Regions from separate parts of the Capsicum annuum genome. Here region 2 is linked to region 1. The links are chromatin contacts, called in public Hi-C maps. All regions are on one chromosome and are shown on one strand. Each heading gives the region's core, a stretch centred on a gene start, on an enhancer-like site or on the middle of the called end of the contact. The rest is flanking DNA. Distances are from core to core; before and after follow the strand shown. Region 1 holds the start of LOC107878180 (clathrin coat assembly protein AP180-like). Region 2 holds the start of LOC107854314 (small ubiquitin-related modifier 1).

Region 1 (4,994 bases), core at 2,270-4,769:
TTTATTTTCATGTTTTAATTCATTTGTCTCAACCTTTATTTTATTTTCTTTTTTTTTTCTCAAACATTATCTATTTCTTTTTTTCTCCTTTTTAATTCATTTGTCTTTAACCTTTATTTTTCTTTTATTTTTTATTTTTATCAGTTCTCTTTTTTTTTCCTCATTTTTCTCAAACTTTATTTTTATTTTTTCTCTCATTTTTTATTTTCTCAATTTTTTAATTCTTTGCTTTTTTTCTCAATCTCTATTTTTTCTTGCCTTTTTTTTCTCATTTTTTTTATTTCTCTATTTTATTTGATCATTTATTCTTTTTTCAGTTCTTTTTTTCCCCTCATTTTCCTTAAACTTTATTTTTATTTTTTCTCAATTTTTTTAATACTTCATTTTTTTCATGATCTTTATTTTTTTTATTTTCTTTTTTTCTCAATATTTTTTTTATTTCTCTATTTTGTTTGATCATTTTTTTCTTTTTTTCTCAACTTCTATTATATTTTTCTAATAAATAAAAAAATGAATAATCCGCAAATGTATCTTCTTTTTTTGACATCAAAGCAAATTTAAGGGTATGAATTGTTGTTACGAAGTTCTTTGAAAATTCTTGAGATAAGTCGTGTCTCTAAGGGGGGAGTTGTAGAATATCTCATAAATAAAGGCATAATATGGTAGTGTCAACTCTTGCCCGTGTGGCATAATTTATTATTTGAAAGTCCTTGAGCTAAGTCTTGCCTCTAATGCAAGAGTTATAGAACATCCCATAAATGAAGACATACCGTGGTAGTGTCAACTCCTGTCCATGGAGCATAATTTGTAGTTTGAAAGTCTTTGAGCTAAGTCTTGCCAATAAGGTAATAGTTGTAGAACATCTCATAAATGAAAACATAACGTGGTAGAGTCAACTCTTGCCCGTGGGGCATAATTTGTAGTTTGAAAGTCCTTGAGCTAATTAAGTCTTTCCTCTAAGGCAAGAGTTGTAGAACATCTCATAAATGAAAACATAACGTGGTAGTATCAACTCTTGCCCGTGGGACATAATTTATAGTTTGAAAGTCCTTGAGCTAAGTCTTGCCTCTAATGCAATAGTTGTAGAACATCTCAGAAATGAAAACATAACGTGGTAGAGTCAACTCTTGCCCGTGAGGCATAATTTGTAGTTTGAAAATCCTTGAGCTAATTAAGTCTTGCCTTTAAGGTAATAGTTGTAGAACATATCATAAATGAAAACATAATGTAGTAAAGTCAACTCTTGCTCGTGGGGCATAATTTGTAGTTTGAAAGTCCTTGAGTCAAGTTTTGCCTTTAAGGCAAGAGTTGTAGAACATCTCATAAATGAAAACATAATGTGGTAAAGTCAACTTTTGCCCGTGGGGCATAATTTATTGTTTGAAAGTCCTTGAGCTAAGTCTTGCCTCTAAGGTAATAGTTGTAGAACATCTCATAAATGAAAATATAACGTGGTAGAGTCAACTCTTGCCTGTGGGGCATAATTTGTTATTTGAAAGTCCTTGAGTTAAGTTTTGCTTCTAAGGCAATAGTTGTAGAACATCTCATAAATGAAAACATAACGCGGTAGAGTCAACTCTTGCACGTGGGACATAATTTGTTGTTTGAAAGTCCCTAAGCTAAGTCTTGCCTCTAAGATAATAGTTGTAGAACATCTCATAAATCAAAATACAATGTGGAAGTGTCGACTCTTGCCCACGAAACATAACTTGTTGTTTGAAAGCCCTTGAGCTACGTCTTGTCTCTAAGGCAATAGTTGTAGAACATCTCGTAAATGAAAACATAACGTGGTAGAATTAACTCTTGCCCGTCGGGTATAATTTGCTATTTGAAAGTCCCTGAGCTAAGTCTTTCCTCTAAGGTAAGAGTTATAAAACATCTCATAAATCAAAATACAATGTGATAGTGTCGACTTTTGCCCATGAAACATAACTTGTTGTTTGAAAGTCATAAGTCTTGCCTCTACAATGTAGTAGTGTCAACTCTTACCCATGAAACGTAGTTTATTGTTCAAAAGTTGTAAGTCTTGTCTTTATAATGTGATAGTATCAACTCCTGCTCATAAGATGTAACTTAAATGAAATAAATCGAAAAAAAGAATAAAAATAATAAAAATTGCAGAAAAAGAAGAAAATGAAGAAATATATTATAAAAATAAAAGAAAATGTAGAAGTTGAGAGAGAATAAGAAAAAAATAAAGATTGATAAAAAAAGAAAGATTAAATAAAAATAAAGGTCGAAAAAAATTTCAAAAGATAAATAAAACAATTTTTCTTTTATAAAAGTAGACGTTGAAAAGTATAAAGAAAAAAGTAAGTGTTGAGAAAAACTTAAAAAACAAAAAAAAAAAGGAAGGAAAAAATAAAAATAATATAAAAGAAAAAAAGAAGTTGAGAGGAAAAAAGGAAAAAAGTAAGGGTTTAGAAAATTAAAACGAAAAAAGAAAAATCAAAATAAAATTAATAAGAGAAAAAAAATAAAAGTTGAAAGATATAAATATGGAGTTGTTATCCATTATGAGGATCATTTATATAATTTACTCCATTGATCAGGGGTCATTTTGTCCAAAAAAAATATTAGTTAACAGGTAAAAGCTATTTTAAGAAAGTTATTTTATTTGGGGCTAAAATTTGAAAGTCAACCCAATTTAAATCTATTTTTAAGATTCACCTTCTTACAGATGTGGTCTGCAGATGGGCGGGCTCTTTGGTGGACTGCAGGCTAGTATCACCGGCTATGGCCCATGAGTACTAGTCCATATGGGCTTATTGTGTAATCTGAGCCCAACTTATAGAGCTCAATTTTGAGTCGAGGCCTACATTCCATTGATTTGTCAGATGGTCACTCAATTAATAATTATTATTTTAAAAAATAATTTTATTTATTGAAGAAATTAGTATTAGAAAAAGTGACTTTATGAAATAATAACATCATTAGTTGAGTGAAAATCAAGCCGGCCTAGATTCTGGGACGATCTTAATATTAAATGTAGGGTTTAACTCAATTCACATAGGAGTGGGGAGACTCAAAGTATGTACATTCCGTTTTGTGAACAAATTCAGGTCCAGCTGATGAATGAAATAACAATTTCAAAGAAGAACAGCAGATCACCATTTTTTTTGACAGTTAATAGTATTTAAAAGATACTAGTAGGATCTAATGGACAATAATTAGTAAATACTCTCACCGTTTCGGAATAAGTGAATTGTTGAAGTATTTATTGGTGTCTCACCGTTTCGGAATAAGTGAATTGTTGAAGTATTTATTGGTGTTTCAAAATAAGTGAATCGTTAAATTTTTTTTTCAAATTTACCCTTATGATTTGACAACCAATTAATTTTTCAAAAGGTATGACAAGGTCAATTGTTTTTTTTTGGTAAAAATGAAAAGTTATGTTAAATTTATGTCTTTAATATTTTTTCTTTAATTTGTGTGTCAAAATTCAACAATTTATTTATTATGAAACGGAGGGAGTAGTATTATCTTTATATTAGATAGATGCTTAGGTTATACAACAATAACATATCGTGCGGGATCTAAGAAGAATGTGATATAAGCAAATCTTATCGCTACTTTGAGGGGCAGTGTTATTTATCATTATTCCTATAGCAAGTATCTGTTCAATAAATAATGGAGTTTGTATTTTTTTTTTAACTTTTCATGCCTTTTGTATAAGAAGTATTTTATATTACATGCGACTATGAGTCCTTTTAGTGGCTGTGATAGAATTTCGTACCAAGACTGAGAGAAACTCATGGAGATCCTCTCATTTTTCACATCAGAAACAGAAACGCAATGACTGATTCAGATCGAAGAAAAAAAGAACATGGAAAAACGACCATCTTTCAAATGTCTTCTAGACTAACTCCATCTTGTTCGACTAGCATTTCCGATCCTGGTCATTCATAGATAGTTGGCACTTTTAGTCCTAAGCTATCGCTCGTTCCCAATAGCCGCCGCAGTTCTGCCTTTCCCCTATTTCGTTAAAAACAGGAATTGGAATTGATCTGACAATAGCTAAGGAAAATCTATCTCTCTACCTTTCCCCCTGAAACATTAAATCTTGTCATCAATAAATTTTATCATCAAAAACAAATCTTCTTGTTTGATCTCTTACGTGGTGATCAGAAGCTACGAGAAAGATTTTAAAAAATCAATATCCCGGCTCCAATAACTTCCTCGTAATGGAGGTGAGGTACTTCTTTTATTTGAAAAAAGGATCAATCACATGATCATGTTTTGTACAAATTTTCTGCATTAAATTAAGAAATTGGACAAAGGGAAAAAAATAAGAAGAAACAGGAGTTATTAGAGTGACTAACATGCCAAGCAAGCTAAAGAAGGCAATTGCTGCAGTGAAAGATCAAACCAGCATTAGCCTTGCCAAAGTTTCTAGCAACACTTCCTCAACACTTGAAGTTGCTGTCTTAAAAGCCACCACACACGATGATGTCCCTGTTGATGAGCGTTACATTCATGAGGTTGTCCAATTAGTCTCCTCCAACAAGGCCTACGCAGCTGCATGTGCTCGTGCCATTGGCAAACGCATTGGTCGTACTAGGAATTGGATCGTCGCCCTCAAATCTTTAATGCTTGTCCTTAGAATCTTCCAAGATGGCGATCCTTATTTCCCTCGAGAAGTCCTTCATGCCATGAAACGTGGCACCAAAATTCTCAACCTTTCCAATTTTCGCGATGATTCAAATTCTAGCCCCTGGGATTTCACCGCCTTTATTAGAACGTTTGCACTTTATCTTGATGAGCGTTTAGATTGTTTTCTCACGGGAAAACTCCAAAGGCGGTGCAATTACAACGACCCTGTAAACTCCACCTATTCACGGAGTTGCAGTGATATTAGCAGGAGTAGGAGGAGCAGGAGCACGACTAATGAGGCGATACGCGAAATGAAACCAGCAATGCTACTTGACAAGATTTCGTATTGGCAAAGATTGCTTGAAAGGGCAATTGCTACACGGCCAACAGGTGCAGCCAAG
Region 2 (4,808 bases), core at 791-3,290, 210 kb after region 1:
TTTATTAATTTAACATATTATATTATATAAGATCATTAATTAAGTTTTTAATATTCGTAATTATTTTTTAATGTAATATCTTTGTTACATTATATTAATTTTATTAAATTAATTTTTGAATATAATATTTTTATTTAAGATATAAGTTAGTTCTATTATAATTTATAGTTGTATAATGAAAATCATAATCACAAAAAATAAAGTGAACGTGTAAAATGAGTAATTAAATTAATACATGAAACACGTATATATTATTTTTATTTAAGATATAAGTTAGTTCTATTATAATTTATAGTTGTATAGTAAAAATAACAACGGAAAAGGACCTAAAATGCCCTTCAACTATGTGAAATGGTGCAAAAATATCATCCGTCTACCTATTGGGCCTAAAATGCCCTTCCAGTCTACCTATTAGACCTAAAATGCCCTTTTCGTCTTCCTATTGGCTCTATTTTGCTCTTTTATTGAAGAAAAAAAATTATATAATACCACAACTTATCTTTATTAAATTACATAAAATTCCTATCATTTTTATTAATATTAACCAAATAAATAGTGCACAACATCAATTTTTTATCGTTCTAAATTGATCTAATAAATAAAAATAAAAATAATATAAATAGCCATTTACAAAAATTATTACATATACATAGCCGTAATAGTTGGTTGTCAGATATAACATATAAAATATTTACTTTTATAACAAATTTTAATAGATAGAAAAATAATTATATATTAAATTTCCATATTTCTAATTCATTGCCTGTTTTTATGGAAGCCTTTATTCATTCCTTTTTTATACACTATATCGAAATTTTATGTTTTTCATTTTTATTGCCTACTTTCACGATACCTCTATAAAAATATGATATATTTTAGATATAAAAGTTTATACCATGAAATATGAGAATACATATTTATATTTAATAAATAATTTTTTAACAAGAAAAGTACTTTCAACATAGTGAGATATACCATGAATATTTATCGCGTAAATTATATAAAAAATATAATAATAATTTGACTTTGACATAAATTATATCTATACAACAAAAAAACATAGTATATCTGTACTTCCAGCATAATGATTTTTATTCCATAAATATTTATCTATACAAAATTATGATTAATTCATTACATTAGAATTGAAAATACACGATAATGAAATAATACTAGATGATTGATATACATGAAAACAAAACAAAACATACACGAGCAAATAATTGAATACTTAGTTTATTTAAAAATATTTTAATTTTGAATATAAGAGACAGATTTGAAAGCATCGATTATCTTTTTCACTTTTAATTTGAAGATTGAAAATATATCTCTTAAATTAAGGTGAATTGATAATTAGTTATAGCATTAAATTAGGAATTATAATTATCTTTTCTGATTTTTTTAAATGGCTATATATGTAAAAAAAAATCTTTTATTTTTGAAATGTTGAAAAAGTACAATTATTTATGTAATTGAGTTTTAAGGATGAACTTTCTATGTAATTTGCCTAAATAAAAGGGTAAAATAGCCCAATAGGTATATGAGAAGAACATTTTAGGCTCAATAGGTAGATGAGAAAGACATTTTAAGCAAAATAGGTAAACGAAAAAGGCATTTTAAGCTCAATGGATAGACAAAGTATATTTTTACACCATTTTACATAATTGAAGGGCATGAAACATGTATATAATATTTTTATTTTAAGATATAAGTTAATTCTGTTATAATTTATAGTTGTATAATAAAAATAACAATCACAAAAAATAAAGTGAACGCATAAAACGTTAAATTCTCTTATAAAATTTTAAAAACTACAACTTATATTCATAATCAAATATAACTTCAACTCTTAAAAGATTTTAATTTTAATGGTCAAACTTCTACGTAAACGTTGTGGTGTTAAACAAGTTAGAAAGTGAAATGAAATTAAATAGTTTGTAAAAAAAAAAAAAATTATTATTTTTAAATGGATTTGAAAAGAATAGATCAACCAAATTAGAGCTGAGGATTTAATAACATTTAAAATTTTCAAAATTTCATTTTGAACATGAAAATATAATTTTCATTTTTTATGAGTAAAATTTTAGTAAATACACCATCATCAAATTTGAACTTCTAAAATATACAAATTGAAATTTTATCGAATATCCAACAAATGCTAGAGGAACAAAAAATAAAAAAGGATGAAAAGGACAGAATTTGAAAAGTAAAAAAAAGCAAAAAAAGGTTGCGTGGTTTCAACGCCAAGGGCAAAACAGTAATATAGAATTAAAAAAAAAAAAAACAAAAAGTGAAGAGTATAAATTAACGTATAGCCAATAAAATCGATAAGTCGTATAATCTTCCTTCCTTTTGGTTTAGGCGATAAATATAACAGCAGCAGAAAAGACGAAGGCAGAGAAAAGTAGAGGAAAAATGTCTCAAGCAGGGGAGGAAGATAAGAAGCCCGGCGGCGCCGATCAAGTTCACATCAATCTCAAAGTCAAAGGACAGGTTTACCCCTTTTACCCTATAATAATCCGACGCATATTCATATATTTGTCTCCTCTGGTTAGGGTTTTGTTTCTAGATCTTCATTATGTGTTAGATTCCAGTGTTCCTTTTCAATATTATCATGTCTGATCCTGTTTTTTGTATGCCTTTTTTATCATCATATGTTTTAGTTGTTTCATTAATCTGTATTAGGGTTTACCATCTGCTGTATGTACATGGAAAAATGCTTTTAATTATGTATAAATAACATAAATACCAACCCTTTTAGAAGTAATTGCACTCTCTCCCAACTTTTTAAATTACTCTACTCTCTCTCCCTATTAATATACATAACATAGCCGACATATACATAGCATTCTGGGTATATGTTGGGATTTTTCTAATATGTTTAGGGAGTTGGGATTTTTTGTAATATTGAAAACATAAGTTGTGTAATTTTTAGTTTAATTATTTATAAACAGTGTGATTTTCCACTAAAGGGCCTTAACTCGCTCAGCCCCTGGCCTCTTTTATGTTGCAATTGTTTTGTTTTATTTTTAACAAAATCTGGAATGGTGGTCTTTTTATGCTGCAGAGTGAGTTTTACATCTTCTTTAACTGACTGAGTATAAATTTTGTTCGAGTACATTAACTGATTCATTCGATAAGCACCAAATTAACTTGGATCAAGTAGAAAATACTGTGCCTAACTTAAAACTTGTTAAGCAGTTATCTCATATGTACCCAAAAAACATTTATATTTCATACTCCCACCTTCCATCTTTAATTGTCCATGTTTTACGTGGCACACCCCTTAACAAGCAATAAATAAAAGGGTTATATATGGGGAAATGAATAGTATTTAATAACAAGGGTAAAATAAACAGAAATGGTAAATTATCTCTTGGTTCTCCAAACCGAACAAATAAAGTTGGACAACTATGTTTAGTTTACTAGACAAGTAAAGATGGACAGAGGGAGTATTAGTTTTAGTGTTCTAGGTAGCTGCGTTAACATGTTTGTTGATCATATATTTCTTTTTGTTTGCTTGCTTATTTATTCTTGTAAATTTGTGTTGGGCTTCTTCGAAACTGAAAGATTAAGCAGTTACCTCATATTTTAGTCTCAGAGTTTTGTTATTGCTGCTAATGCATCTTGTGATCAGTCTGGATGCAAATACAGAAAGCTTCTGAAATGTTTTCAAGTGTGCCATCTGTGAGGAGTTGGGTTTTATGTATCATTGTTTTTGCAAAGAATATATATTAGTAATAATAGTGTACCGTTTGTGTTTCGAGGTTAAAATATTACTCCGAGTCATTAATCAAGATATCTATGTTTGTCAGATTATATTTAGAAAAGAGTGGTGGTCTTTTCCCATAAAATTTTTCTGTGCATTTTGGGTTTGCAAAAGTCACTCATTTCCTAGCATTTACTAGCCAGGTTTGTTTTCAACGGTGTGATCGGTTGGGTAAAGAGCAGGCGTTTGCTCCATAGGGTACTGAACATAATTTTGAATCCGTGTAACATATTGTTTGCTCTGATATATAAAGTTTAATACATGCAAAATATTGGCTTCCAGCATGGTTATTTTCCCTTGTGGTAAACTCCAATCATTCTTGTGGGAAGGGTTATTGCAGGGTTGGGATTAAGACGGTACATCATAACTATGCTTGTATTGTTCAGTTGGATTGAGATAGTACTATGTTTTTGAGATTTGAATACGTACTTGTTTGATAAGGTATTAAACCTAGCTGCTAGGTCTAGTTTAATCAATGTTGTTTGCTGAGGATCATGACACTGTGATGCCTTAGTCATCAATGGTAGACTTTGATGCTCCGTGTGTAGATTGCCCGCATCAATTAGTGCTGGACAACTACCCTTATTCGTATCTATGTTACCATATTAAAATAATTCTGTGATGGCGTTAGCAGTTAACGTCACCTTGAATGTGAAGTGATCTATTGTGTTGTATATGCCAGTTGATCTCCATATCATGACATTCACATGGAAGCCTACTTCCCTACTTTGCTGGTACAATCAGTATGTAAAATGTTACGTGATTGATTCCATCTTCTTCCTTTGTCATCATTATGGTGATGGGCTGCCTGTTAATAGAAGTGCGCTCTTGCCTGTTCTAACGAATCTAACAATGGGGAGAGCATAAAAGGTTTAGTTTTCTATTGTTATTTGGTTGCAGGATGGGAATGAAGTATTCTTTAGAATCAAGAGAAGCACCCAGCTAAAGAAACTCATGAATGCATATTGTGACCGGCAGTCTGTGGATTTTAATTCAATTGCATTCTTGTTTGATGGTCGTCGTCTTCGAGGAGAGCAGA

The links. A called contact is a pair of places that touch in the nucleus more often than the background predicts.
Region 2: a Hi-C map of leaf shows a contact between it and region 1, with 2.9 times the contacts expected there. The contact joins the promoter of LOC107854314 here to the promoter of LOC107878180 in region 1. A contact is called at or near these places in 2 of 5 Hi-C or Micro-C datasets (leaf and placenta).

The regions. Positions count from the first base shown.
Region 1 is chr7:171,274,999-171,279,992 of UCD10Xv1.1, forward strand. LOC107878180 (clathrin coat assembly protein AP180-like) reads left to right here and starts at 3,520. Exons shown (of 1, transcript XM_016725097.2): 1 at 3,520-4,994. The coding sequence starts at 4,323.
Region 2 is chr7:171,488,233-171,493,040 of UCD10Xv1.1, forward strand. It overlaps LOC107854314 (small ubiquitin-related modifier 1), which reads left to right and starts at 2,041. Exons shown (of 3, transcript XM_016699318.2): 1 at 2,041-2,493; 2 at 4,670-4,808. The coding sequence starts at 2,416.